2 separate regions of the Hordeum vulgare genome follow, and region 1 is linked to region 2. Evidence: chromatin contacts called from public Hi-C data. All regions are on one chromosome and are shown on one strand. The core of a region is the stretch at or near the end of the contact, and the rest is flanking DNA. Distances in the headings are between cores, read along the strand shown.

Evidence for each region. A called contact is a pair of places that touch in the nucleus more often than the background predicts.
Region 1: a Hi-C map of seedling shows a contact between it and region 2, with 7 times the contacts expected there. The contact joins the promoter of LOC123452280 here to the promoter of LOC123452274 in region 2. A contact is called at or near these places in 3 of 6 Hi-C or Micro-C datasets (leaf and seedling) and 1 of 1 datasets of contacts at active chromatin or transcription factors (embryo).

The regions. Positions count from the first base shown.
Region 1 is chr5H:528,696,939-528,701,671 of MorexV3_pseudomolecules_assembly, forward strand. It overlaps LOC123452280 (cytochrome b5), which reads left to right and starts at 1,719. Exons shown (of 3, transcript XM_045128914.1): 1 at 1,719-1,975; 2 at 2,441-2,507; 3 at 2,600-3,064. The coding sequence starts at 1,889. The coding sequence ends at 2,853. It also overlaps the pseudogene LOC123452281.
Region 2 is chr5H:528,155,964-528,160,606 of MorexV3_pseudomolecules_assembly, forward strand. It overlaps LOC123452274 (MADS-box transcription factor 14-like), which reads right to left and starts at 1,924. Exons shown (of 8, transcript XM_045128907.1): 1 at 1,585-1,924. The coding sequence starts at 1,769.

The DNA of each region.
Region 1 (4,733 bases), core at 469-2,968, 540 kb after region 2:
CTTGGCGAAGCCCTGCCGGGAGACCTCGTCTCTCCATCGACACCACGCCGTCGTGCTGCTGGAGTTCTTCCCCAACCTCTCCCTCCTCCTTGCTGGATCAAGGTGCGGGAGACGTCACCGGGCTGCACGTGTGTTGAACGCGGAGGTGCCGTAGTTCGGCACTAGATCGGAATCGCTGCGAGTACGACTCCATCAACCGCGTTCTAGCAACGCTTCCGCTTAGCGATCTTCAAAGGTATGAAGATGCTCTTACCCCTCTCTCGTTGCTGGTCTCTCCATAGGAAGATCTGAATATGTGTAGGAAAATTTTGAATTTATGCTACGTTACCTAACACCTTATACCGTGGTCATCACCTCATTTGATAACTATATATCAATCAAGATTTATAAGTTTTTTCCCCACAAAGAAAAAGATTTATAAGTTTTTTTTTCTGTATGTACGATTGAACATCCATGTGTTCCTTTTTTTCTTTTGAGCTAACATCCCTTTGTTCCTCCCCATCAGCGAAATCACTAATTAGCGAATACATCTTCCAACAATTACTCTCACCTCCACACGTCGCGACAAGTGGCACACTGCATGCGTGTCACTTGTCGCAACCTATGCGTTTTCCCTTTTTCGTAGATCCGTATTTTTAAAACGTTTTATTTCCTAAACCGTGCGTCTAAATCTCGAACAGTATTCACCGTTGGCTTTCTCGCGTCGAGATCTTCAAAACTAGATCTCGTGTTGATAGGTTTTTACGAACTATTTTTTTCATGAAAAAACCGGAAGAAAAAAACGGACGGAAAAACCGCGCCTCTTGCGGAAAAAAAAAGAGAGCAGAAAACGTGTTTTTTTTCATTCGGAGCGTGTCTCTCGTGAAGGCAAAACCGTGCCTTTCGTGGAAGAAAAACCGTGCCTCTCGTGAAAAAAACAGAAAACGTGTTTTTTTCTTTCGGAAAGGCACGGGCATGCCTCCCGCGAAGGCAAAATCGTGCCTCTCGTAAAAAAAAACGCGTTTTTTCCTTTTCGAAAGGCACAGACGTGCTTCTCGCGAAGGCAAAACCATGCCTTTCGCGAAAGCAAAACCGTGTCTCTCGCAAAAAAAAACTCGTTTTTTTTCCTTCCCGAAAGGCATGGGCGTGCCTCTCGTGAAGGTAAAATCGTGCCTTTCGCGAAAACAAAACCATGCTTCTCGCAAAAAAACGCGATTTTCCTTTTTCGAGAGGCATGACCGTGTCTCTCGCGAAGGCAAAACCGTGCCTCTCGCCGAAGGAGAACCGTGCTTCTCAAAAAAAACAAAAAACGTGTTTTTCACGTAAAATAACAAAAAACATGTTTTTTTGCAAAAAGATTTTAAAAAAATTTCATCCAAAAGTTACGAAAGACTGATGAAAAACCAAAATACCAAAAAAATCTGAAAAAAACCACTCAAAAAGACAAAAACGCGTGTGAAAAAATAATAGAAAAAAAATAAAAAAAACGCTTAGAACACAATACGTGGCAGCAGCTCGGAACGCATCAAGTGACGGCACGCAGAAGGTTTCCGAGGAAGAGCTCGTTAACTAATTGCTCCCGCCCATCACACAAAAGAGAAACAACCTCTGGGGGCTATGGGCCATCAATTTGGCGGGGCTGCTGCCTTGCGTTAGCGGACTGCGACCGTCCATTATTCTAGGCCCACGAGGCCTAAACCCAACCCCCAAACTCCCCGAAATCCCCCAAAGCAGTTCTTCTTTCTCTGCAAGGCAACCGGCGGCAGATTGAAGAACAGATACCTGGTCCAGAATCCAGATACCCACCCTCCTCCTTCCTCTGCAAGCCGGGGCAGATTCCACCCACTCCGTACAGCAGTATTCCCTCGCCCACCGCCGATCGGACAGCGAGAGCGAGAGCGAGAGCGAGATGCCGACGCTGACGAAGCTGTACAGCATGAAGGAGGCCGCCCTCCACAACACCCCGGACGACTGCTGGATCGTCGTCGACGGCAAGGTAGCGCCGCCGCTAGCCCCTCCCTCGTACTTCCCGCTGCCGATCTGGCTTCAGCTATAGTGCCCCTAAGATCGGTAGGTAGGGGTGTGTGGACGCGCTTGGTCGTTGCTAGTTGGGCTTCGGCCCCCGCCCGTAGCCTGTTCGACCGAATGCCTAGGAGGTCCTGCGCTCGCTTTGTCAGTGAGAAGGCTGCAGAAATCGAAACCGAACGTCTCTGCGAGTGACCAATCCTGTGCAGTGGCGATGCAAGGTTTAGTCCTCGTGGGACGGTTGTGCCGTGGTATCTTATTTGTGGAGGCTGTGTCCCTCTGTTGAAAGCAACCGCAGCAGATGCCCATGTTGAGGGCTTTGAACGGAATAGAATTTGTGTCAGCAGAGAGTAGATACGCATTGCAGTACTTGGCAATATGCTCCACTATTCTGATTGTGTGGAGACCTCATGCGGCGTTGATGAATACATTGCAGATTTATGATGTGACCGCATATTTGGATGACCATCCTGGGGGTGCTGATGTTCTGCTTGCCGTGACTGGTAACGCTTCTCTCCTCCTGTTTTCATGTTCTTGTTCAGCACATTTTATTCTCTCCTAGGCCATCTGTTCATATATGATAATCTGTCTGAAGGTATGGATGGCACCGAGGAATTTGAAGATGCAGGCCACAGCAAGGATGCCAAGGAGCTGATGAAGGATTACTTCATTGGGGAGTTGGACTTGGACGAAACACCTGACATGCCTGAGATGGAGGTTTTCAGGAAAGAGCAGGACATGGACTTTGCCAGCAAGCTGGTAGCCTATGCGGCGCAGTACTGGGCCGTTCCCGTAGCAGCAGTCGGGATATCAGCCGTTGTTGCCATATTGTATGCACGAAAGAAGTGATGATCGGTTATAGGTTGATTGAATGACCATTTTGGGGTAACCAACCCATTTATAGCTGATTATGGATGGAGAGATTATGTACTTCTGTCCAAAGGCAAAGACACATTGCTGTATTGAGCCATTAGGTACTTGAGTCAAATATTTGTCAACAAAATTTGCGCTACTATTTTATCATTGCCATTCAATGGATGGATTCATTACAAAACCTGAACCATGTGTGTGATGTAAACCCTCTTACGCCTCGAGGCAGCTGCTGGCACAAATTTCTTCCATGCCATTACTGCTTCTATTTTTGTTATTTTCCGGGGATACGCCAGAGTACTGCTATTTCTGAATATTGTAGTTTTTCAATCTCTCTCACTTCCTCCGAAATAACCCTGAAGACTTTTGTGTAACTTGTTCTTTCGTAACATTCAAGATGTAAAATGGGATTTGGTGGCCCCTCCATTTGAGTCGACATTTGTTGAAAGCTTCCTGTGCAAGCATTTCTTCCACATATTTTCCTATTCGTTTTTCTTCCCCTTGTGTCACCTCACAAGGTGTAGATAGTTGGGCAGTAGACTTCAGAAAGATAGCAGGTAATTTTTGCCGGACCCTCGACACTTCTCTACTGGGGATGTTTCACCATCACTAGGTAATAGTTGGAGAAATTTCTCATGTGCTAGTAACCTGGAAATGTACTCCTTACCTGATTGTATTGTGCAGAACTCTCACTTGGAATGGATGGTGTTGCTTGAAGGCAGAGCAAAAACCAACATGTGGAAGGTGGTGCTGACTGCTGAGCTTCTGAACTCGGGGCTTGCTTGCAACTGCAGCCAGCCAACAAACCAATAGCTACGGGTGAACCATATCCCTGATCCTTCCACTGCACTGCATCTTTGACTCCTCATGGGTATATATGTCAGGCCATAGGCAGCATATGTCCTGTGATCTCCGAGACTCAGCAGAGACAACACCATGAAGCTTCTGAGCCAAAGCATGGCTCCCTTCAACAATGTCCAATTATTCTTCGTTGCAGACGAGGATGTTTTGGAGGGCATGGAAACAGCGCCTTTCAAAGGTAAATTGTTTCCGGGATTTCTTGTGCTGCCATATATCATGACATGTAATGTAATTTGTAGTAACGCTGTTATGTTTCGGTTTCTTTGCTCTGAATGATACAAGTTCCTGTTTTTTGATTAGTAACGTTGCCTGATGATTATTGATCGAAGATATTTTTAGATCATTGGGGAGGTTTGCTCCCTGGTTCCATTACTAGAATGAAAATTGGGTAACCGCAGTCAGTTTTGTACGGCCTCATCTCAAAACACAAAAATTATTTAGGGCCGTCAGTCTGTTTGCCAAACTAACTGCAGATGAGCACACCATTTTCTTTCAGAAGAATGAAAGGTAGAAGGGCACATCTTGTACCTGTCAAAATGGTGCTATTTCGGGGCAAAACGGCGCAGCATACGAGCAGCTTACCCCTTTTAAATTCAGAAGCAACCTGTTATTTATTTTATTTTCTATTTTTTGAAACAACGAGCCTCCCCTCGTCGGTTTCCCTTAAAGAAACCGACAGTCTTACAACATTCAAAAGAGAGACAGCATAAAAAAACCTGGAGCGATATACCCAGGGCAGTTTGGGCATCATCAGTCAAGCAAACTAACATCTACTCCCTCTGTTCCATAATGTAATACGTTTTTTAACTATACACTAATGTCAAAAAACATCTTACTTTACGGGACGAAGGGAGTGGTAGCTTTCAGGTAACTGCACAGGTCCTGAAAGCCAGCTCACACACAGCAGTTTCTTCAGAACTTTTAAACAGAGCGTTTTGGCACTCCCACACAAACTGGAACCAGTCTTGGTAAAGCAAACTAAAGAGCTTATATAACTC
Region 2 (4,643 bases), core at 674-3,173:
CACCCGCGTCGTCGCTGGTCGGGGAGGTCCTAGCTGTAGCCCACGATACGGGCCATGAATCCAGAAGTCGCTTCATCATCTTCGCCGGGATTTCCATCTACCGCAAGCAAGGGCAGCACTTCAGCAGTATATTCGTGCTTGCCAGGTTTATCAACGCAATAAGACGGAGCAGTTTTATCCCACCGGCTTGTTATAGCCCTTGACATTTTCATCTCGTGTCCGGGAAGACATCTCCATGGATTTCATTGAGGCCCTCCCAAAGGTGTGCGGCAAAAGTGTGATCCTAACCGTCGTGGATCGTTTCTCCAAGTATGCACATTTCATTCCCTTGGCGCATCCATACACTGCTTAGTTTGTTGCTAAGGCCTTCGTCTCCAACATTGTCTGACTTCATGGTTTTGCAAGCTCCATCGTTTCGAACAGAGATGTGGTTTTCACGTTAGGATTTCGGAGACCGTGAATCGCGTCACCACTATGTACCTTCGTTGCATCACTGGGGATCGTCCACGCCAGTGGCTACAATGGTTGCCTTGGGCGGAGTACTGCTACAACACTTCGTATCACTCAGCATTGAAGGACAGTCCTTTCAGGGTGGTTTATGGACAGGATCCCCCCTCACTCCGAGACTATACGCCGGGCAAAATTCGCAATCAAGCGGTGGAACGCCAGATCATCGACCGCAATCAGTTTTTCCAAGACATCCGTGAGTGTCTCCTTTAGGCTGCATAGCAGTAAGCACTACGATGATGATAAACATCAGGCCCTTTCTTTTGATGTTGGCGACTGGGTTATAGTATTTATTTGGAAGGAACTCTCTACTTTTTGGTTTGACTCTTCATTTCGGAGTTTCATCAGCTGGAGCCAATTATTCTATGCATGAGCTAGTCAAGTATCATAGGCAGCATCTCCGAGCAAACAACAAAATGGCCGCATGGCCGGAGGCCGGAGCTAGCAATACGGATGATAGTAAAGCCTGTAGCACAAAATTCTGGAAAGAAACGAGATGACAAGGTTCATTTGTTCAAGCAGCAAGCACGGATTTGATGAGGCGGGCAACGAAGTATTCTAGCGCCTAGTAAGATTCGAAATGAGAAGATGAGGTAGCGTGCTAAATTGCGGACGCAAATGTCACTTTTAATCCAAAATAAATTTGTTACATAAGTATCCCCGGTCCGTGAAAATATCAAAAGATTACCGTCCTAACCCTTCCACTTGGGGTGCCACCTGGCGCGTCCAGGACCAAAATTTCCCCAAAATACGCGAGATGAACAACCTTCCCGGCGATGGCGGAGCATAAAATAGCGGCGCGACCCGTCGCACGCCCTACCCCCATAGCAAGAAATCGCGGCCGCGGGGAGCGCCAGCTCCGCCATCGATTCTAAGAAAAAACGAGCAAGCAGCGACGGCAGAATCCGAAGGAAACAGCGAGCGAGCAAACCGGATGAACCAAGCAGCAGCAGCGCGGAAATGGAGAAGGCCCTGGGGCCGGCCGGGTCGCCTCGCCGGACCGGAACGGCGCGGAGGAAATCGAAGCCCAGGGCGGATTGGGGGGGAGAAATTTAAGACAGCGCGTACATAATTTACCATGACTCGGTGGAGAACTCGTAGAGCTTTCCCTTGGTGGAGAAGATGATGAGGCCGACCTCGGCGTCGCAGAGCACGGAGATCTCGTGCGCCTTCTTGAGCAGCCCCGAGCGGCGCTTGGAGAAGGTGACCTGGCGGTTGATCTTGTTCTCGATCCGCTTCAGCTGCACCTTCCCGCGCCCCATCTCCGCTCGAGGACCGGGCCAACACCGGCAGCAGCGAGCGAGCGAGCGAGCGACCGCGACGGCTACTCCCAGAGGCGCGGGCGGAGGCGAGGTGGCGGAGCCATGGCTGTCAGGTGGTTGGGTGAAGTGGGAGGGGAGAGGGGATAGCCAAATGAGGGTTCCGGCAGGGCGATGGGAGGGGGTTTTAAAGGGATCTGGCCCCGAGCGCGGTATGCAATACCGGGCTGGTCTGGGGCATGTCCGCTGTCGAGCACCCATTGGCCCGGCCCGCGCCGCGGGGCCCCGCGGTCCTGCAGCCACACGATGCCCCACCGCGGGCCCGCCCCGTGTCGACGTGTCGGACGATCGTACGCGCGAATCTCCCCCATATTGCTTTCCCCAAATCATTTTTTCTCGCCACAAACCCACACCATAGAGCAGTAGAGCAACATTTTCTTCTTCTTTTTTCTACTTATATATATATATATATATATATATATATATATATATATATATATATATATATAGTGTGTGTGTGTGTACCCTAGGCTGGAGTAGATATGGAAGGAATAAAAGAGCAGAGTTTTTTCCTTTAGCATTTTCGCTTTTTCCTCTTTTGCTTTTCTCGGTCACGTCACGGCGGCGCGGGACGAAACAGGAAATGCTGGCTGGCTAGGTCAGGGGCGGCTCGGGACGGCTCTGGTCCGTCCAGGGAAATGGAAGGCGAGATGGTGGTCGTGGGGGCGGGCTGCCACAGTAGGAGGCTGCTTTCCTTGCTCGTTTTGGGCCGCCCCCGCTTGTCCCGTTTGGGAGGGCGGCTGCGGGGCGGGCGGGCAGACACGGATGGGTTCCGCCTCCGCTCGCAGCGCGTCTACCGTGTGCGTGCGTGATTGAGCTGGACTTTTGACGCGAACCGTTGCTGCGTGTGGGTTGGGTTGGGTCGGCGCAGTGTATTTTTCTACTTTTGGCCGACCCGCGTATTTCTGGAATGAATGGAAGATACTCCCGCCGGAGTAGGGGTACTGTGCGCGCGTGTGCGCCGACCAGTCCTCCACCCATCAATACACTGTTGCCCAGCGTCGAATCATGCGATGTTGAAACGGCTCATGTGTTTTCCTTCTCACAAAAAAAATAAACGCTCTGTGTATGTCTTGTAGTAGAACTGTGCATGTGATATAATATTAAAAAAATGCGGAAAGTGCATGTGATATATCTGCGGTGACCGGCTTCTCGGTACAAAGGATCGTGCTGAAACTATTGCAGCACTAAAATGGTTTGTTCACTAAAACTGCTATTGGGCCCAGTAGACCACGCAGTGAAGTGTTCGAGCCTTTGACGACGTATTCTCTGATCTGTGAATCTTGACCCATTTATCGTTTATGATGACAAACAGATAAAGCCCACATGCGTGCTTGTCAAATGACCACTTTGCAACCATTCGATGTAACCAGCAACCACCAATAGCGCTCTTTATTCCCCTAAAAATACCAATACCGCTTTTTACGATCGATGAGGATAGGTTTCACAATCATGCCATGCACATCTCTTCTCTTTTCTTATTTCTTTTTTTGCGAATATGCCATGTCCAACTTTTTCTTTTTTGCTTGTGAATATGTCGTGTACTCCCTCCGTCCGCCAAAAATCGTGCATACAGAGATTTGCACATAGACCAAGAAAGACCTCCATGACATAATTATTGTACAAAAGTAACAGACTTATGTGTACATACAACCATTGAGAAAAGAAGATTAAATGAACGTTGCTGCATGCAGTAATTAAGGTTAGGCATGCAGCCAATAGCTAGAGCACAAGTTACTACATTAGTCACTTAATACCGGTTAAATTAAAAGCTAAGCGCATAGAAAATGTAGATGTACACTCTTTATGAAAAAAAATATACTGCTAGATGCACAGTTTTTGACGGACGGAGGGAGTATATCTCTATGATTGAAAAGATACAAACATGAGCATCCCTAAACTTTGCAGTGTGTTTCCAAGAATGCAAAACCAATATTTAGATCAGATATACTGTGTAAACCATACTTCATAGAAAACATCTCAAAGTTTTATAGGGAATAGATGATCCCGTGATCAAATAATCCACTCTTAAATTGGGAACTAGTAGAGCGGTGTGGCATAGGTGCTGCATTGCAAACGAATAGGCCTGCGGCAATCAACTCTGTTAGCTGCAATTCCTTTCCCGCCGATTCGGGTGCCGAGTAGAGCAGAGCAGTGCTATGCGTACGATATTTTTCTTACGACTTTTGTACGACACTGCTCAGCCACCCTTGGATCAGATGTATGCATTAATGGTAATCGTGGGATCAGAACGTCGGACGTGAATCGTAACTATCAGGTCGTACGCAGAGCAATTCCGGAGTAGAGCAATCTAAGCAACACAGTTGCACCTTTCTGCAACCACCTCGCCTCATGTCGAGGCCCCAGCACGTTGAGCATGTCAAATGCATATATTAACGGATCATTTGCAGGCTTCCTGGAGTCAAACATACAATTAACAAGGACATGCTGATATCAAAACCGTGACTCGTAAGGTTTCTAAAATAATAAGAATTCGAGCAAGGGACCTACATCCAGTTGGGACCTCAAAGCAAGGGAAGACCGGACTGGGAAATAGCTGCACCCACGAATTAAAATTCTACGGTCGAAGAGCATCTCCAACAGTGGCCGTAAAAACGGTAAACATCACTTTTATCGCACGCGGGACGAATTCGCACGCTCCAGCGGACACGGCAAAAAAGCGCGCGGTAATTTTTTGCGCGCGGGAGAAAACGGACGGCCGCGCGTTAGATTTGGCGCGCCGCTTTCAGCGCGCTATAAAATGTCGCGCCCGCCATGCGGCTGCCCACACAGCCACGCGCCTCTCCCTCGTCGCGC